2 separate regions of the Mus musculus genome follow, and region 1 is linked to region 2. The links are chromatin contacts, called in public HiChIP or PLAC-seq maps. All regions are on one chromosome and are shown on one strand. The core of a region is the stretch at or near the end of the contact, and the rest is flanking DNA. Distances in the headings are between cores, read along the strand shown. Region 1 holds the start of Zfp322a (zinc finger protein 322A). Region 2 holds the start of 4933404K08Rik (RIKEN cDNA 4933404K08 gene).

Region 1 (3,714 bases), core at 8-2,507, 91 kb after region 2:
GCTGTGTATGCCTGTTAGAAAAATAGGTGTACTGAAAGGTTATCAAAGGGCCACTATGTTAGTCACCAGAAAGACCCTTTTCCTTTTCCCAAGTATGTTTTACCTTCTTTCTTGTCCCATCCCTACTCCAAAATTCACATTTATATAGAAACAGATGTATGCCACTTACCTTAACAAGAACCCAACGATTTATTTTTTTCAGATCCACAAGGTCTCTAATCCAGAAGTACTCATAATATTTAATTCTTCCCTCTCCTAGAGGAAAAAAGCAGCAATGTTGAATGAGCATGACTGCAAAGCTTACATTTTTCCTTTTAACAGTAGGCCATTTAAATAATGTCCCATGCACTCTCCAATCCTGACATCATCCTTCAGCAAAATTTTGCTCATTCTAATGTTTCCGTTCCTCCTTCAAGAAGCCGTTTCTTTCTGACCTGCTCTACACAAAATAACAAGAATTCTTCTAGCTGAGAGATTTTTAAGTTCAGAACAAAGCCCTGGGCCTTGTTTTTCTTGCTGTTAAGACGGGGAGAGTCTCACGTAGCTTAGGCTAGCTTCAAAATCGCTAGGCAGCTTAAACTGGCTTTTAATTCCCTATCCTCCTACCTCTACCTCAAACGCTCAGGTGACTGATAGGCGCATTATTATTTCAACTTCTGAGATCAAGGATTCATTCCTCGTGCACTAAAACCTGTAGGAATACGATTCATGAATGCAATGTTACACAGGACCAAGGCTGCTAAAAATAAATGACTATGGAATGCTTTGAGCAAACAGATTCTGCAGATTCCGGGGAACTCAACTAATCTCCGCCCTTAAGGCTGGGGGAGGGTCCCCCCAGTGCCCATGGTTGTCTAGACATTCAGGAAGGCTCCAGACTGCATTCGAGCCTGGCTCCATTACTACCTCCAGGACAGTCTCACAGGTTTCTCCTCCCAACTTTTCGTTGACAGCGACAAGAAGGGCGCCGCGCCTGGCCCGGACCCCTCTCACGGCCAAGGACCTCGAGGACCCGCTGAACGCTTACTCCGCCGCCCAGGGCGGCACTTCCGGTGACTGGACCCTCAAGCCGGAGCTTCCGGGGCCGAGCACTCGGCGATGGCCGATTCGGTCCCACGGTCTCCTAGGGAAGGAGAGTGGGCCGAGATGCTGAGAGGTCGGCAAGCCAACCGCCGGATACCAACCTGGAGAAGCGGTCCCCGCACACCACAAGGCCAAGACAAACCGCTCTCACCAGCAAGGACAGGGAGGCGTAGCCACGCCCCGAGGCACGTAACTACCCCTCATAGGGCTGCACCGGGATTCCGGGCCAATAAGCACCGGACCTCCCGAAATGGGCGGAACCTGAGCGCGCCTGCGCCCTGGCTCTTTCGCGTCCGACAACTACCTTTTCAGCTCCTGGAATTTGGGACTGCAGCAGCTCCGGTACCCACTGAATTGAAACCGTGCCCTGCGCCCGGTACTGCGGCTCTGAACTTCTGTTTTCTTTCTCCACGGCTGTTCAAATCAAGAGTTAGGAGTAGTGTCTCAAGGATAGATGCAGCGGACTCGGTTTTAAATACCTTGAAAAGCCGGAGAAGTGGAGAATTACAAAGGCTCTTTGGTGCTGTCACTCATGCCAGCAAACTATGAGAAGCTTTGAATAGGCAGCGGCGGCGTGGCCTTATTGCTGGAGAAAGCTGCGGGGAAACCGTGTTGAAAGGATTTCTGTCCTTTCTGATTGCGATTCTAGGCTGAAGACAGATTCAGAAAAAAAAACAAAAAACAAAAAAGAACAGTCAATATTTTCCCTACTTGAAAAAAAAAATGTATGTAGGCTGGCGAGATGGCTTCTGTCGAGAGTGAGGAGCAAAGAGTGCTTCTTGCTAAATAAAACCTCGCGACCTGAATTTGATCTCTGAGACCAATGTCAAAAGCGGAAAGAGAGAACTAACCGTAAAAGTTGTCTTCTGACAGGCATACACAATAATAAGTATATAATACACACACACACACACACACACACACACACACACATATATATATACTATACACATACACACATGTATATAACAAAAACCCTCACATGGGAAGTGAGTACTAGAATTCTCTGGTCTGGAGAAGAACTTGGATTGGCTGTTAAATTCTAGAGTTAGGGTCTGAGGATGGCAATTATGTATTCTGAATTCACTAATTCCTGTTTTCAGAATTTGCAGAATTTCTGCAGCTTATTTTAAATTAAAATTTTAAGACAAAAAATCCCACCAGTGTCATTCAAATATTTAAGTTTTTTTTCTTAGACTTATTTTCTATGTATGGGTGTTTTATCAGCATATATGTGCACGTGGTGTGTGCGCGCGCACTCTAGGAGGATGTCAGATCCCCTGGAACTGGAATAATGCATGGTTTATGAGCTACCATGTGAGTGCTGGCTGGAAAATGAACCAGGGTCATCAGCAAGAGCAAGTGGTCTTAAATGCTGAGCCATCTCTCTAGCCCTAATTTTAATATTTAAATAACTTTTTATTAACTGTTTTTAGTGTAAGATGTACCAAACACAATTCGAATCACACTATAGAATGAGCTGTGTATGGCTATATTAGGAAGAAATGTACACATGTTATTGCAGGAGAGTATGTGTTTATGCCATCCCCTTCAGCTATAAGAGTGTTGAGACAATGGACTCAAAGGATTGGAATTGTGATAGGAGTCTTCTGCTGAGAACAAGGAAAGGACTAGGGCCTTGGCCAGTGGGAGAGTTAGGGCAGGATTTCACACAGTCCTGACTGTGATGAGTGGGGCTACTTATGATTGTAGCTACCAGGACTCCTTACTTATGCACATCTCATGACCTTTAAAATATTCTGAACGTCGTGTTAGTGGTTGAACCCCTTTACTTACTCCTCTTCCTAGTGTGACCATATTGAGTAAACCGCTTTCACTGCTTTGTCTTGCTTGTCTTTTTGACAAATTGAAGACAGGTAGCTGAGCCTAGCTTGGTAGAGCTACCAAGGTCCATGCATAGACTCTTAACAGCCACTGTAAACCGGAAGATTAACTTGCCGACTTATACATTTAATAACGGGAAGCTGATTTGAACCAGAATCAATTACTGGAGCCGCCGCCATACTTATGGCTACCTCAGAGTATTGTGGGGAAGTGCTGGACAGCACATTACGAAGGTGTGATAAGTGCTGAGCCACTTTAGTCAAAATATTGGCCCAAGCAGAGTACTTAGTGCACTCAGTTTCTGAACATTCGTTGCTATTCTCTACGTCATCTGGCATTACAATACAATACAAATACACAGGCCATCTCAGCCCTGAGCTGGCTAGTCTCATGCTCACATTCTAGGATGAACTGCAGATGTCAGCCGTTTCGTTGTAAAAGATGGTGTGGGAGCACAGAGATGGGGGCACTTGGCTTGCATTCTGCAAGAAGTTCAGAGAAGAATAGACAGTTAGGCGTGACGTAAAAGATTATAAGTATAAATAAGATGAAAATGAAGTGGGATGGAAACAAGCCACAGTTATTTCAAAGAAGCAAACTTCATCTTGAAAGAAATGAGAAGTACAGGCCAGAAGGAAGGTGCCTCTGTGGATAAAGATGCCTGTTGCCTAGGCTGAAAACCCAAGTTTGATGCTCAGTACTTAGGAGGCAGAAGAACTGACTTCCCATGCTGTCTTCTGACCTCCACACTTGTATGGTAGCATGTTTGTACCACCCCACCCACAC
Region 2 (3,727 bases), core at 111-2,610:
AGCTGGAATGAGGCATTAGTATTAAAAAGGGTCTATAGAAGAATATAGTAGATGCAGGGTAATGGTAAATATCCCATAAGTAAACAAGAAATAAGAAAGGATTGTTTGGTTTGAAGAGATCAGTTCAAAGCTGTTGGAAAATTCCACCAGACCCCTGAGCACGTAGGCACCCCACCTCTCCTGGAAGAGACAAATCAGAAAGCACATAGGCACCCCTTCCCTTCTGAAAGAGACAGGTCAGAGAGCAAGTAGGCCAGAAGGGAGAGGCTGTTTAAGCCCCTACCCACTCAGTTTAAAAAGGCACACTGTTCTGTCAATCATATTGTGCCTAGTTGCTGATGCTCATATAAAAACTCGCCACCCAATGGGCCACCCAGGGTTGCTACCTCTCCTTCAGGTTTGGGACAACCCCAGCACACTGGAACAATAAATTCCTCTTGCTTTTGCATCGATTCCTGACTCCTCATGTCTCAGAGAGTTCCTGATAATTAGGCTCATCAGAGACTTAAAGGTTGGGTTTTTTTGGCTTGAGTTTTTTGTTTTGTTCTGTTCTGTTCTGTTCTGTTCTGTTCTGTTCTGTTCTGTTTTCAGATGTGGCAGGAAGATAACCTGAGAAAACTAACAGGCAAAATGGACCATGATTTAATGATAAAGAAGAAATGCAGAAACTGAAGAGAAAAAACAAATGAACCTCTTCTGACATAACCAATGTATTGTAAATCTTCTATGTTTTCTTTTTAATTCTATTGTTGTAACCAGAGTAGTGAGACATTCAGATATCAGAGTTACTGCCCTAGAGTGAGAGATTTGCTATACGTCTGCAAAAATCAGGTTAGTAATCTATGGCTGTGCATGACTATGTTTCCGGCAAATGGAGCTCAATGGGGAACTTTTCCCCTTGTTGTGCAAGGGTGAGTCTAAGGTCAGAAGAGGACTGAGTTAGAAAATAAGGAACGTGTGTGGAACATGACAGTGTTGAGTGTCTAGTGGTTAGGATTTGGCGCACTCACAAACATGGCCAGGGTTCAATTACTGATCAGGGAATCAAGCCGCCATGGGCCAATTACTGGCCACAAGTCTCGCACGCGCTCGACTGGCCAGGAAGAACGACACTGCAACAGGATCCTTCTGCACACGTTTATTGGGAGAGCTTGATTGTAGAGGCGAAAAGACCTCGAGCCCAGAACTGGTGCTGCTTTTATAGGCCTAGGACAGGCGTTCTCTCTCATCTGATTGGTTAACTTGTCTCTCATCTGATTGGTTAACTTGTCTCTCATCTGATTGGTTAACTTTTGTCAATTCTCAAAACCTCACCTTGGCAAAAGAACCTTTACTGGCTATGTATGTGTGGTGGCCAGCTGTAGCCAACTGCCACTCTGTAACTGCCACTCTGCAACGGCTTCCCACACACAAGGATAGGCCAGACTGAGGAAGAAAGACAGAAACTGTGGGAATGTTTCTGACTGCAGACAGACCTTGCTAGAATAGCACGCTGGGGATCTTCCACTAGAAGGTTGTGACTAACACTCCCTTCTTGGAATGACCCAACAAAACAAGCTTTACAAGATAGCCCCGACCAGCAAGGCAGGTGCAGACCAAAAATGTTTCAGTTCCGTCTTCAGGTGACTAAAACCTCACCTTACCCAGGGCCATCAGTGCTGCTTAGGGAAGGTCATGAAACACTGGCCTCTCCGGAAGGGAGACGTTAATTACCATTTTTGGGGGGAGAGGGGGATGAAAAGGTCAGCACGGGCCACCAATGGGCTTAAACCAACACTTACTGTTACTAAAATCTACCCTTAAACTGTATAAAAAGTGTGTGCTTAGGAGATTCAGGGTTGCCTCTGCCCCGATTGCAGGACGGCCCCAGAGGGTTGGATCAATCTTGCTTGTTGCATTGATCTCCATCTCTGTTTCTGTGAGTGGGACATCCTGGAAGTAAGGCTCTTCGGGTCTTGCAACACAAGGGAGGAGAGAAAGAGTTTGCCAGGCTTCTGATGGAGAAAAGTTGACTAGCCACGTGAGTTCTTGAAACAGAGTGGCCACACAGGCTGCTTCTACAGACAGGCGGTGGGGGATGTAACAAACCAACTAAAGGCATGTGGAGACGTGCGGAGATAAGAATATTGATAAGGGCACACTTTTCCAGGCTGGAGATAGTAGTACCCAGTAACTGTATCAGAAGGCATGTTGAAAATGAGCATCCAAAAAAAAAAAAAAAAAAAGAAAAGAAAAGAAAAAGAAAGAAAATGAGCATCCTCCTCTTACCCTCTTGCCTCTCTCTTACTTCTAGCTCCCTTGCTCCCCTTCCCTAACTCCCTCTCTCCACATGGACCCTACTTCTCTACTCTCTCCTTCTCCCTGCCTTTCTCTGCCTCTGCTACCCTCTATACTCCCCTGCCCATGCTCTACATAAACTTTATTCTATAGGAAAAAAAGAAAATGAGCATCGTGTGTGTGTGTGTGTGTGTGTGTGTGTGTGTGTGTGTGTGTGTGTGTTTTATCTATAGATTCAAGGGAAGTTAGGTGGAGGCTGGTAGTGCAGCCCATTTCTGGAACTTAGGCAGGGTTGCGAAAGCAACATGAAACAGATGACATGCAAAGTGGAAGGCAAGAATCTGCTATTAGTTTAGGAATTCTCCGATAGAGCACACAGAGTGTTTTAAGTCTAGGAAGAGGGAAAATTGGCTTCTCAAGGAGCAGAGCTGAGTGAGTCTAGTGGGGGCTCCAGGGGCAGGAAATGTAAACAAAGGAACACAGTGGGAGCCTCAGCTCACAAACACTCCAATCCCCTGCTATGAAAAGAGAAGGGATGACTACTCTGAGGCAGAGATCCAGACAGTAAAAGCTGCCTATTTCCTAAAAGCAAGTAATTCAACTGGGTGTGGTGGTGCACGCCTTTAATCCCAGCACTCGGGAGGCAGAGGCAGGCAGATTTCTGAGTTCGACCCCAGCCTGGTCTACAAAGTGAGTTCCAGGACAGCCAGGGCTACACAGAGAAACCCTGTCTCGAAAAACAAACAAACAAAAACAAAACAAAACAACAACAAAAGCAAGTAATCATAGGATCGAATTCTAAAATTTGGTTTAATTGTTTTTAAAATTTAGGCCTTGATCTCATGAAGGTTGGGACAGGAGACAGTAAAAGCACTGTCTCAACAGATAGTATTTGTTTAGATCATTAAAATTCCTGGGCTAAAGAGTTGGCACAGCAGTTATGAGCACTAACTGCTTCTTCTGAAGGTTGTGAGTTCAAGTCCCAACAACCACATGATGGCTCACAACCATCTGTAATGAGATCTGACACCCTCATCTGGTGTGTCTGAAGACAGCTACAATATACTTACATATAATTAATTAATTAATTAATTAATTAATTAAAATTTTTAAAAAGCCAGGCGTGGTGGCACATTCCTTTAATCCCAGCACTTGAGAGGCAGAGGCAGGCGAATTTCTGAGTTCAAGGCCAACCTGATCTACAGAGTGAGTTCCAGGACAGAGAAACCCTGTCTCAAAAAACAAAAAAAAAAAAACAAAAAAAAAAAAAATTCTGGTTACTGGGCCAAGGGCATGCTATTTTGGGAGAAATTCTCTGCATTTGTGTTGACAGGAAAGGATGGACCCCTTCCAGAGTGCTATGGAGACTTCTGAAGAACTATAAAAGTTAAAGAAAAATCAAACATTCATTGTGCCATCCTTCACATGGCATGAATGAAGACTTACTATA

The links. HiChIP or PLAC-seq counts read pairs in DNA pulled down with a chosen protein or histone mark.
Region 1: a contact with region 2 is called in an H3K4me3 HiChIP or PLAC-seq map of fetal liver, with 3 times the contacts expected there. The contact joins the promoter of Zfp322a here to the promoter of 4933404K08Rik in region 2. A contact is called at or near these places in 4 of 39 promoter capture datasets (3T3-L1-derived adipocytes, the C10 cell line, embryonic stem cells and 1 more), 8 of 484 Hi-C or Micro-C datasets (8-cell embryo, the G1E-ER4 cell line, embryonic stem cells and 2 more), 9 of 115 datasets of contacts at active chromatin or transcription factors (the NIH/3T3 cell line, the SCID.adh cell line, acute myeloid leukemia and 5 more) and 3 of 9 other capture datasets (adipose tissue, embryonic stem cells and pancreatic islet).

Annotation. Positions count from the first base shown.
Region 1 is chr13:23,367,951-23,371,664 of GRCm38.p6, forward strand. It overlaps Zfp322a (zinc finger protein 322A), which reads right to left and starts at 1,258. Exons shown (of 5, transcript NM_001111107.2): 1 at 1,185-1,258; 2 at 170-255. All of the region lies in intron 3 of 4930586N03Rik (RIKEN cDNA 4930586N03 gene), which reads left to right.
Region 2 is chr13:23,276,990-23,280,716 of GRCm38.p6, forward strand. It overlaps 4933404K08Rik (RIKEN cDNA 4933404K08 gene), which reads left to right and starts at 1,361. Exons shown (of 4, transcript NR_046038.1): 1 at 1,361-1,584; 2 at 1,860-2,020. The region is part of intron 1 of 4930557F10Rik (RIKEN cDNA 4930557F10 gene); the gene reads right to left.